Linked DNA regions of Mus musculus: region 2 is linked to region 1. The links are chromatin contacts, called in public promoter capture Hi-C maps. All regions are on one chromosome and are shown on one strand. Each heading gives the region's core, a stretch centred on a gene start, on an enhancer-like site or on the middle of the called end of the contact. The rest is flanking DNA. Distances are from core to core; before and after follow the strand shown. Region 1 holds the start of Spi1 (spleen focus forming virus (SFFV) proviral integration oncogene). Region 2 holds the start of Arfgap2 (ADP-ribosylation factor GTPase activating protein 2).

What was found. Capture Hi-C pulls out chosen DNA fragments and counts their contacts.
Region 2: a contact with region 1 is called in a promoter capture Hi-C map of adipose tissue. The contact joins the promoter of Arfgap2 here to the promoter of Spi1 in region 1. A contact is called at or near these places in 17 of 39 promoter capture datasets (the 3T3-L1 cell line, 3T3-L1-derived adipocytes, the C10 cell line and 11 more), 3 of 484 Hi-C or Micro-C datasets (cerebellum, embryonic stem cells and myocytes), 12 of 115 datasets of contacts at active chromatin or transcription factors (bone marrow-derived dendritic cells, bone marrow-derived macrophages, effector CD8 T cells and 5 more) and 5 of 9 other capture datasets (adipose tissue, embryonic stem cells, liver and 2 more).

What each region holds. Positions count from the first base shown.
Region 1 is chr2:91,093,443-91,099,253 of GRCm38.p6, forward strand. It overlaps Spi1 (spleen focus forming virus (SFFV) proviral integration oncogene), which reads left to right and starts at 3,236. Exons shown (of 5, transcript NM_011355.2): 1 at 3,236-3,551. The coding sequence starts at 3,507.
Region 2 is chr2:91,261,386-91,267,511 of GRCm38.p6, forward strand. It overlaps Arfgap2 (ADP-ribosylation factor GTPase activating protein 2), which reads left to right and starts at 3,730. Exons shown (of 16, transcript NM_023854.2): 1 at 3,730-4,019; 2 at 4,187-4,305; 3 at 4,841-4,913; 4 at 5,740-5,871; 5 at 5,951-6,031. The coding sequence starts at 3,948. Pacsin3 (protein kinase C and casein kinase substrate in neurons 3) reads left to right here. Exons shown (of 11, transcript NM_001289678.1): 5 at 1-21; 6 at 126-281; 7 at 1,383-1,558; 8 at 1,674-1,794; 9 at 1,902-2,038; 10 at 2,380-2,501; 11 at 2,806-3,295. The coding sequence ends at 2,921.

The DNA.
Region 1 (5,811 bases), core at 1,986-4,485:
AAAGGAGAAGGAGAAGAAGAAGGAGAAGAAAGAGAAGAGAAGAGAAGAGAAGACAAGAGATGAGAAGAGAAGAAAAGAAAAGAGAAAAAAACTTTTTAGAGAATTATTTATGTGATCAAGGTTGTTTTATTTTTATTTTTTTTTCCTATATGTGCATCATGTGTGTGCCAAAAGAGGACATTGGTTCTCCTGGGACTGGTGTTACATACAGCTGTGAGCCACCATGTAGGTACTGGGAATGGAGCATAGGTCTTTTGCAAGGGCTACAAATCTGTCAACCACTCTGTCATCTTTCTGGGTACCCCTGGCTCTCTTTTATGGGCTGCCTCAGGCAGACATAGGACAAAAGAATGATTCTTTTCCTGGAGGCCTTTGAACCTTATGCTTTGGGAACACATCCTACCTGGTCTCCTGTCTGTGATCATCAGATAAATCTCTCACTCCCCGCTTAGAACAAACAGAAACTCCATTGATGATGCTGTATTTGGCCCAGGCTCCTGGGCTTAACAGTAAAGGTTTCCCATCATGCCTTTCTCCCAACCACAGCGATGGCAGCTCACTGCTCCAAGTTCTTCTCTAACTCTCTGCCTCCTCAGTCAGTCTGCATTGTGTGATAGCCTCTGCCCACTGTTCCCAGGATGTCCTTTCTGTGACTCTGATCAAATGACTTGGCCCCACACATACCCACTCCCCGTCTCTTGCATTCTCTCCACAAAGCCCACAATCTGTCTGCACATCTCCCCACGGGCCTGTTTGTGAGCCTTTAGGTCCAGCTCATAGAAATCGCTGAGTGAAATGTTTGTGGCTGGATGAACGCAGAAATGAGTACACATGCTCATAGAGAAAATAAGCTAGGGTCTGGGGATGAAAGCTGACAGAGAGGCTTTCCCACACTTAAGGCCCCGAGTTCAATCCCCAGCACCACATAAACTGAGCAATTGGATGTGGTGGCCACGTCTTTGAAGGTGGAGGCAGGAGGATCAAAAGACCAAAGTTATTCTCAGTTATTAAAAAAAAAGTTCAAGGATAGTCTGGGCTAGAGATCCTAAGAAAAACAAGGTGGGGTGAGTGAAGGGGGGAGGGGGGAAGAAGGAAAAGAAGGAGAGAGAGAGAGAGAGAGAGAGAGAGAGAGAGGAGGGAAAGAAGGATGGACACAAGTTGAGGAAGGAGTGAAGCGAGAAAGGAAGGAAAGAAGAGTTTAGGGTTTGGCAAGGGGCTCCCTCCAGCACCATCGAGGCAAAAATGAGAAGATAAATACAAATTTGAAGATAGCCTGGTCTATACAGCAAGCTCCAGGCTAGCCCAGGATACCATAAGCAAGATCTTACTAAAACAATCCAAAGCAATGGATTAATGAATGAAAATAACAGTTGGGGCCTGGTTCTCACATCCCAGACCATTCTCCCCCTATAATCCAGTTACCTGGAGCTCAGCCTATTTGGTGGAAACATGAAGAACTACAACTGCTGGCGTAGAGTGAGTTTGTGTCTTCCCTAACCTCAGAGAGGGGCCTGAGTCAGGTTCCTGGGAGCCCTGAGGACATGTGATCTGGACCCCCTGGGGAGTCCCAAGTGTGTCTGCAAGAAAAGAGAGGATGGAGGTGAAGGTGATGGTGGGACCCTTCCTTTTCTGCTGGCAGTAAGAAACTACCGGGGTATATGGAGGGATCAGGCTAGTTTTTACATAAAGCAAGAGGTTAAAGTATACACAGGAGGAAGCTAATTGACCAAGAAGTTCTCCTTAGACAGGGGACTGTGGCATACACTTTAAAGCCCAGCACTCGGGAGGCAAAGGCAGGTATAGAGCGAGTTCCGTGACAGTCAAGGCTACACAGAGAAACTGTCTCAAAAAGACAAAAACAAAACAAGTTCTTGCTCAACCGAGCAGTCTCCCTAGAGGTGTGTGTGTCCTTGGAGTCAGAAGTGGGGGACAGGTGTGTGTGGAGGAAAAGAACTATTGCTCTACTCTCTAGACTGGATGTCTGAAGGACAGGAAACCCTTCCACTTTCCCAGAACTCAGCATAGAGCTTGGTTAACATAGGGAAGATGCATGGATGGATGGATGGATGGATGGATGGATATGTAAATAGGTAGACTGATTAATAGTTAAGTGGATGGATGGGTGGATGGATGGTTGGATGGATGGATGGATGGATGGATGGATGGATGGATGGATGGAAAAGTGCATTGAGAATAGATAAGTAGATGAGTAGACTGGGAGATGGATGGATATAGGCAGACTAATGAATTAATGGATATATAGATTAAGTGAATAGATGGATGTGTGGGTGGAAGAATGTATGTGTAGACAAATGATGGATGGATGGACAGATGGATGGATGGATGGATGGATGGACAGGTGGCCAGATTGACAGAAGGTCATATAGTAGATAAAGAAATAAAAATACAAACTGTTAGCAGATGGATGGGCTGATGTACGGACAGACAAGTGGCTAAATGAGCACGTTGCTAACCGCGAGGGTAAGCAGACGAGCTGACTGGCAGCTCAGAAATGAGCAGTTGGTTGAACAGAGATGTGTAGACGGATGGGTGGTGTGATGGGCTGGAGAGATGAGCAGACAATCAGAAAGAGACAAGGATAGGAAAACAGAGGAAAGAAGAAACGTGCGAGGAAGGTTTATAAAGGAGGAAGTCTAGATCGTAACGTTCAAGGGTTGGAGAAACCGGGAGAACTGGGCTGGGAACAATGTCCTTAGGGATCTGACACCAGCTGTGGTACTTAGCTGGGAGGGGAGGGGATCAGAAGCCAATGTCCTTCCCAATTGGAAGGGAAGCCCACTTGAGAAGTCTGGAAAGGAGATAAAATGTGGGAGACCCAGTGTCTACTGTTGGCCCTAATTGGCTTAGGACGATCTAGCAGATATTGCAGGGCCTACAGGAAGAGCCAAGCCTGGCAGCCTTGGGACCAAAGTCCTCCACCTGACAAATTCACCCTCAAAATTAGGGATCCACGCTCTCGCTATTCTGACCCCCCGAAGAGGGGACTCTTGGCCACCAGAGGGGACTGAGAAGAAATCGGTATTATTAGGCTAAAAGAACAGTGGACTACTTCAGCAAGGCCTAGCGACCGGAGCAGCAGAAGCCTTCCATGGTAGTGCTAGCCTTTCTCCCTCCCAGCCCCAGTTTCCTCTGGGCAGGGGCCTGGCCCCCTGTCTTCCCAGGGCTGCCCTTTGAGAACCACCTGCCCCAGCCGGCCAGAGACTTCCTGTAGCGCAAGAGATTTATGCAAACGGGCTGGGGCGGTGATGTCACCCCAAGGGGACTATCTCCCAGTGGCAGGCCCTTCGATAAAATCAGGAACTTGTGCTGGCCCTGCAATGTCAAGGGAGGGGGCTCACCCAGGGCTCCTGTAGCTCAGGGGGCAGGCCTGAGCCCTGCGTCTGACCCACGACCGTCCAGTCCCCCGACGGGGCACCTGGTCCTGAGGGGGATCCGCCTTGATCCCCACCGAAGCAGGGGATCTGACCAACCTGGAGCTCAGCTGGATGTTACAGGCGTGCAAAATGGAAGGGTTTTCCCTCACCGCCCCTGTGAGTACTGGGGCTTCACTACCAGCCCAGCCTGGGGCTTTGGGATGTGTGACCATCTGCCCACTAACCCACCAGCCCACCCGATGCCCTCCGGCTCCCTATCAGTGGGAAGTTGGTGTTTCCTCCCCGGAGCTGCTGGTCTGAGACCCAGCGAGGGGCCATTGGCTTCCTTAGAGCATGCCCTGGCGGGCTGAGGGTTGCCGGCTGGCCCCATGGTGGGGCTGTGATCGGTGGGGCCTGAACAGCTATTTATAGATGGGTTCAGTGGCAGGCCGAACTCTAGGGCAGGGTTCTGGGTTGAAGATGGCGAGGGCGGCTCCTGAGAGGCCATGGATGAGGAGATCTGGAGACTGGCCTAGGAGTCTCTGGAGGCAACAGGAGAGGTTTCAACTCAAGACCTGTGGGCTCCTGAGGCAAAGGCTATTAGAACTCGAAGTCACCCGTGGGTCCCCAACATTCAGTTTGTGGCCTGGCTGTTGATCCAAGTGTTTGGGCTTTGGGCCTACATGGATCTGAGAGTCTTGGGCAGTGACCAAGACTGGCTTCTTAGGGCCAGGCCGGGCAAGAGAAGAACAGAGCAGAAACCCTGCAGTTAGATTGTGGCTAGAACTTAGCTCAATGAGAAATCGGGTGAAGAATGGACTGGGGCCAGAATGGGACGGAGATTGGGACTGGAGTGAGAAGATCTGGCTAGAGTTAAGGTGGGGCAGGGACAGGGACACTAGCAGGTGGGAGGATCCCACCTGTTCCTCCTGTTTTCAGTGACAGTCACAGCTTTGGGCGAATGGCAGCCCAGAATCCCTTAGAGAGGACCCTCTTGCTTTCTCCTACCCTTGGAGGTGTTGGGGCAGTGAGGAAAAGCTGAGCAGGGCCTGCCCACCTGACTCAGCGTTCCTGAACTAGAGACAGATCTCTTCTCTATCCCTTCCAGCCCTCCGTAGCACCTCAGGCCTGACATCGTAGTCAGTGTCCTGCAACAGGGGCAGGCCTAGTGTGCTGCCTGGAAACCCAGGGAAGAGGGCCAGCTTCTGGTCTCCTCACAGGATAGAAGACAGGCTCGCCAAATCTCACTGTTCTCTCCTTTACCCTGATCCCCTTCTCCTGCCTGGGACGGGAAAGGTGCTGGGGCAAGCACAGGTGATGGAGGGTGTCCCAGAAGTTCACTCTGCCTCAATTAAAGCCACTGTCCCTGACCCTTGACCTCTTCTTCCTGCTGATATGGACACAGGCCAGACCTCCAGTTCCCACACCAGCTCTTTAGCCCCTCTCTCCAGCCTCAGGAGCCTCTCTCCAGCCTCAACCAAGTATCTCTTGAGTGGACCGGCTCTCAAGGCAGCCCTGGCCCACCAAGCAAGGCCACTGTAACTATTGTGCAATCCTTGGGCACACTCTGTGGTTGTGGGGAGAAGCCCAGTGACTGACGGGAAGGCTCTGAGTGCATATCCCTGTGCCTAGCAAGTGAGAGATGGAGGAGATGAGGGAGGCAGAGGAGAAAGAAGATGGGGAAAGAAGGGAAGAAAGACAAAGGAAGGAGAGGAGGACAAAGAGGAGGGAAGAGAGAAATTAATGGTGGCAGGGAGTCTCCCATCAAAAGGACAGTGGAGGGAGGAGGCAAAAGGGACAGTTCCTTGATCCCCAAAATCTGCCTGGGTGACCTTCGTACAAACAAATAATCAACATGACAGTCATCATGTCGGACTGTGCCTTCTTGAGACTAGATGGACAGCGGCTAACAGGAGGGGAGGAGTCAGGGTCAGGCGGTAACAGAGGGCCCCAAGGTAGCACTGGAGAGTGGGACCTGGTTGGTTCTGAAAGGCATGTGAATGTACTGATGGCTGGGACTCGATGTGAGCCTGTGTGTGTCAATATATATGTGTGTGCCTGCAGGGGGTGAGAGAACAGTGGGTGTCTGTGAGTGTGAGCAGATGTATAGGCCTGTGTGAGACGGGGGGGGGGGGGGCTCACGAGAGGGTGAGGATGCCTGTGTGTGAGACCGAGACAGGAACCCAAGAGTGAGTGTGTGGACATGTGAGAGTGAGTCTCCACGGCTTTGGGTATAAGTGTGTCACAGGGAGTGTTTGTACGTGTGGGGGAAGATGAGTTGGTGGGAACGGGAGAGGGCAACAGGCCCCCATGGTCATAGGTGTGTGTGGAACGGTGCAGTGGATAATAAGAGAAGTGAGGAAGGGGCTGTATGCACCCTCTCTTTAGCCCTGGATCTGCTGACCTCTGACCTCTCTACCTCATTGTTAGCACGCTG
Region 2 (6,126 bases), core at 2,480-4,979, 170 kb after region 1:
TGGCTAAAGAGGCTGAAGGAGGTGAGGCCCGGAGCAGTGCTTCCCAGAGGAGGCAGGCACCTTCCAGGTCTACGCGGGACCAGGGTGTGGCGGCTAGGATTCTGAGTTGTTCTCATGGTCGTTAGGTTGAGGCTTCTAAGAAGAGCTACCACACAGCCCGCAAGGATGAGAAGACAGCCCAGACCCGGGAGAGCCACGCGAAGGCAGACAGCTCCATGTCCCAGGAGCAGCTTCGAAAATTACAGGAGCGGGTGGGCCGCTGCACCAAGGAGGCAGAGAAGGTACAGTCCCCTGGCAGAACTTCCTGGATGCCTTTTCAGACCCTAGGCTCTTCCTGCTCTACTCCCGGATGCCACTGGAACTTGGGCTGGGTGTTGGGGTGCACACTTTTAATATCTGCACTCAGGAAGCAGAGGCAGGTGGATTTTTATAGGTTCAAGGCCAGCCTGGATTACATAGAAGCTACTAGCCCTGTCTACATGGAGTTTCAGGCCAACAAAAGCTACTGTAATGAGACCCTGTCTCAACAAACAAACAAACAAACAAACAAACAAACAGGAGGAACTTGGGCCTGAGGAGATAGCTTGGTTGGTGAAGTGCTGGTTGTGAAGGTAAAAGCTAGGCAAGGCAGCTGGAGTGGTAAAGGGGAGTTGTCAGAATGGGTGTGTGTCAGGAATGGACAGGACAGGTGGATCCCTGGACCTGGATGGCCAGTTTGTCTAAGGGCTGTGAGCAACTGAGGAAGGCACCCCGTGTTGACATTCTGCCTCCAACACACACACACACACACACACACACACACACACACACACACACACAGAGAGAGAGAGAGAGAGAGAGAGAGAGAGAGAGAGAGAGAGAGAGAGAGAGAGAGAGAAACATGAGGAAATACAATGTTTTACCCAGGAAAGCAATGGGATTTTGAAGAATGGCATTTTTTACTTTTTATTTTTTTATTTTTATTTTATTTTTTTTTACCCAAGAGAGAAATAGCTGGGTTTCAGGAAGTTGGAGACTTAGTTACCTGGAATCGGTTCTCATATTGCATACTCTGTCGCCTGCCCGGAGTGTCCTTCTCTCTAGCATTTCATCCTTTCTGAGGGGTGGCAGTTCTATAACACCTCCTCCTCCAGGGAGCCTACTTGGATTTATCTCACCTTATCATCTAGATTGACCCTGTCTTGCACTTCATCCAGATTCTTCTAGGTGTTTGTTTGTGTACCACTTCCCTTATTAGGCTGCTTCTGTCAGTTCCTGAGGGTAGGAAGTGAGTTCCAGGTCTGACTGCTTCAGGTCTAGCCTATGGCTATGCTCAGAGAATGCTGGTGCGGGCCTGAGTGGAAGGCAGTCTGTCCTCACTGCCTCCCTTCTCTCTCACCCAGATGAAAACCCAGTATGAGCAGACCCTGGCCGAGCTAAATCGCTACACCCCACGCTACATGGAGGACATGGAGCAGGCTTTTGAGAGCTGCCAGGCTGCTGAGCGCCAGCGGCTTCTCTTCTTCAAGGATGTCTTGCTCACCCTGCATCAACACCTCGACCTCTCCAGTAGCGACAAGTATGACGGCGCGCTGGAGAGAGGCTCCCCTGACCTCCTCTGGGTTCTGGTGGGGCTGCATAATTTGACATTCTAGGGGCTCTTGGCCTTCCCTGTCTGACTGGGTGCCTCATAGGTTCCATGAACTCCATCGAGACCTGCAGCAGAGCATTGAGGCTGCCAGTGATGAAGAGGATCTGCGCTGGTGGCGGAGCACACACGGGCCTGGCATGGCCATGAACTGGCCACAGTTTGAGGCAGGTCTTAGAGGCTGGGTGGGCCTGGGTTGGGCTCAGTGTGGATCCCAAAAGGATGACAAGGTTTGCGATGAAGTCAGTGAAGGTGGGCCAAAATCTCTCCACAGGAATGGTCGTTAGACACACAGAGAGCCATCAGCCGCAAGGAGAAGGGTGGCCGGAGCCCAGATGAGGTTACTCTGACCAGCATTGTACCGACAAGAGATGGCACCGCACCCCCACCCCAGTCCCCATCGTCCCCGGGGTGAGAGCCGGGATCCTGAACAAAACCAAGACCGGGCTCTATGGCTTGCTTGTTACCACTTCTTCCTGCTTTCCTATCACATCAGTGCCCGACGGCCATCTTGGGAGAGTTAATTTCACCGAGGTTTAGATTTGCTCCATGGTCCGGTGTCTCTCGAAGTTTGGCTGTATAACAGTCCTGTGCACAGAGATAGACCTGTATCCACAGTAGTGAGTGGCAGCAGGATGGCTGTTCACTTGGCTCCTCCCTGCCCGCCGCCAAGCAGCCAAGCCCTTTGTCTTGAGTACTGGATACAGTGGGTCTTGTGCCCTGAGTTGTGCCCCTTGTGTTCCCCTCTCTAGTAGCGGGCAGGACGAGGACTGGTCAGATGAGGAGAGTCCCCGGAAAGTTGCCACTGGGGTGAGGGTACGGGCGCTTTATGACTATGCTGGCCAGGAGGCTGATGAGCTGAGCTTCCGAGCAGGTATGCTGGGCCCTTTCATGGTCCTTCCCACTTCAGCCCCCGTCCTACTTGCTAGAGCAGGGCTGTAGACGAAGAAAGCCAGGGACTCCATCCTCACAGGCTGCTCAGGGTCCAGCTGCAGCCTGACAGTTGCCTCCCTGGGGTCTAAGGTTGGGTGGCTTTTCCTGGCTGTGTCCTATCCTGGTCTGAGTTGGGTATCCTCCAGTTTGTCGGCCCTTGTGCTATTCCATCCCCCAGTCCATGACCTAGTTTTGAGACCAGTAAAGCCAGTGCTTTGGGCAATGACTGTTTTGTCTTTCTTCAGGGGAAGAGTTGCTGAAGATGAGCGAGGAGGATGAGCAGGGCTGGTGCCAGGGCCAGCTGCAGAGTGGCCGCATTGGTCTGTACCCTGCCAATTACGTAGAATGTGTGGGCGCCTGAGTGCCCTGACAGCCCTACCAAGGCGTCTCTCTGACCTGGGCCAGAGCTTAACCCTTCCTGGACTGCTGGACCTGAAGGCCCTGAACCATGTGCTGCTGCTGTCTCTCTTTTCCCACAGGAGGAAGTCTCAGGGCCCATGAAGGGCAGGGGTCTGTGTCTAGAGTTGGAGGTTGGAATGATGGAGGGTCGAGAGGTGCCCGAGCCTCCTCGGGAACATTTGGGTCATCCCAGAGTGGGAGGATCCAGCTCCTAAACTGTTTAGGAGTTCCTGGGGTGAGGTTGGGGAGAATGTAGTTTGAGGCTGGCAGCACCTTCTTTTGTGACTTGTAGTGTGCATTAAATTTGATTAAGAATAAAAACCCCATCAAGTGTTGTGAGCGTCTTTTGATAGCCTACTCTTGCTGGTGGGAGGCACGGGGTCGGCCCGTGGGCGTGCCATGTGTTATGGAACTGGGATTGGGCAGGCAGTTGCCTCCTGGTATCTGCCCCGGAATTTCAGGAGTGCAATCTGGACTGGAAGGGACTTGGTGATCAAGGTTGTTGTGTGCTGGCCTCTGCTCTAGGCCAGTTGCTGGATTGTGAGCTGAGCTGGAGCCCTGCCAATGCCTTCCGGATGGGGCTATGAGCACTTGGGAGATTGTTAATCATTACTCGTCCATCACAGAGTCTGTTACCATGGCTCTCTGCCTGACGCCTACAGCCAGTGGTCGAGCGGTACGTAGGGTACCCGGGTCCAGCAGGAACTCGTGAGGAAGTTTGGGCCAGTCCACGAGCCGTCGCCCGCTCGGGCTGCGGATTGGCCAGGCGCAGCGCGGCGTTCACTCTCAGGCCCGTGGTGGAGCTCCCGGCTGCTAACGTCATGTTTCAGCCCCGCCCGACGTTCATTGGCCCAGATCTGGTCGAATCACTCCACTCGTAGGCGGGTCGGGGCCCTGTCGTGACCGGCGCGGTGAGCCTGCCTTCGCCGCCGAGGATTGGCCCGCGCCGGGACCTGTCGGTCGCGGTTGTGTCTGGGAAGGAGAGAAAATGGCGGCGAGCCCGAGCAAGACCGAAATCCAGACTATTTTTAAGAGACTTCGCGCAATTCCCACCAACAAGGTGCTTGAGCGGGCGGGGTACGGGTCCTGACGCCGGCGGAGAAGACGTCTCTTGTCCCCTGGGGTCTGAGGGAGGGCGAGGACGGAGGTTGGAGGCTTTCTTGTGGTTTCTAGCGCCGGGCCTCGACTCTGGGCCCTAACCGTTCGCTTGTCGTCTTTTCCACTTAGGCCTGTTTCGATTGTGGCGCCAAGAGTCCTAGTTGGGCCAGCATCACTTACGGTGTATTTTTGTGTATTGACTGCTCCGGAGTGCATCGCTCCTTGGGTGTCCATCTCAGCTTTATCAGGTAGGTTCTGTGTGAGGGTGCTGTGCCTCCACGGGGGCTGTGTGCGTGGTCAGCGACGGGGAGAGGGCGCCTGGACTTGGACCTTCCTGAATTTGATGTTTGGATTTCTCCTGGCGGGAGTTCTGGTAGCCTACAGCGGGGGCTTGCGGGCGGAGGGCGGCGGGGGGTTCCACCTCTGTAGACTTCTCTCTTCACAGTTAACATGGTACTCAGCATCAGTTTGGGGGAGAGCTTAGATGCATTGACCTTGTTATTGCAGAAAGATTGGCCCAGTAGGTCTCCAGTGCGACTTTGACCAAACTTTAAGAAGAGCCAAACCCGTGCCTGCATTTCTCAGAAGTCGACCTCCTTTCGGATCTCCTTTTCAGAAATAATTAGTACCCTTTGGATTAGGCGAAGCGCAATGATTTCAAATACAGGGGAGAGAGGAGGAAATGGGACAGTGACTGATGGTTCCTGGACACCCACAGAAGCCTGAGGCCGAATGACAGGTTTAGTCTTGATAGGGAAGGTGACACTCAGCCCTTGTACACAGGTCCACAGAGTTGGATTCGAACTGGAGCTGGTTGCAGCTGAGGTGTATGCAGGTCGGCGGGAATGCCAATGCGGTAACGTTCCTTTACCTTCTTCCACCCCCATCCTTCTGCCTGGGTATTTAACTTTTCCTTGATTTCTCAAAGTGAGTTTGGTTTCTCTGTTCCGAGAGTTTGCAGCTCTGGAACATGCCACACACTTTTCTAAATTCAGAAAAATTTAAACAGCTTCTTTCAAAGAGGCTTAATGAAATACAAACTGGGGGGGGGGGCTTGGGGGACTTTTGGGATAGCATTTGAAATGTAAATGAAGAAAATACCTAATTAAAAGAAAAAAAAAAGGAAATACAAACTGAACTAGACAGGTGCTCTCTGGCAGTAGCAGTGTCTCCATAGTCATTGGGGTTTTGTGGGCTCCTGGAGGGAGGATAGCTGAACAGAGAAGTACATACATTCTTCAGTCCCCTAGACCTTGTTCCCTGCTCTTACGGGGAGGGGCTGGCATGGTGGTTTTTGGGTTTTTTGAGGAATTTTGGAGGAGGTCAATTAGTGAGTGAAGGTGTTTATTGAGGGAGGCTGGTAACCTGAGTTCATTCAGTTGAGGGAACCCACATAAGGTGGAAGGAGAGAACCAACTCCATGGACTTGGCCTTTGACCTCTGCACACATGCTGGGGTGCACATGGAATAAATACAAATAAAAGGTTTTGTTGTTCTGTCTTGTTTTGAGAAGAAATCTTGGAAGACGTTTACCTCTTTGAAAACCTGCTGATGTCAGTAGTGTGTCATCCTGAATAAATAATAGCCCAATTGTTTAGTAATGTGTCTCCTATAGTGTGAATACAGTTTTCTTTGGCGAGAGTATTTGCACATACATATTACTCCTTCTCTTTGCTCTCCAGACTGCTTTTTTCCGCCAACACGGATGTATGGCCAATGATGCTAACACCAAATATACGAGCCGAGCTGCCCAGATGTACCGAGAGAAGATCCGGCAGTTAGGGAGTGCAGCTCTGACTAGGCATGGTACTGATGTGAGTGCTGGTTCCTGGGCTAGGGTGCTGGGATAAGAGATAGTAACAGCCCTGAGTTTCAGTGTCTCCTCTCTTCCAGCTTTGGATAGACAGTATGAACAGTGCTCCAAGTCACTCTCCAGAGAAGAAAGACTCTGATTTCTTCACAGAACATACTCAGGTGAGTACCACAGGGATGTTTCCTCTGATAAATGCTTTACTTACCAAGGCTGTATATACCCTTTTGTGATCATGACATAAATTCTTGTGTTTAGG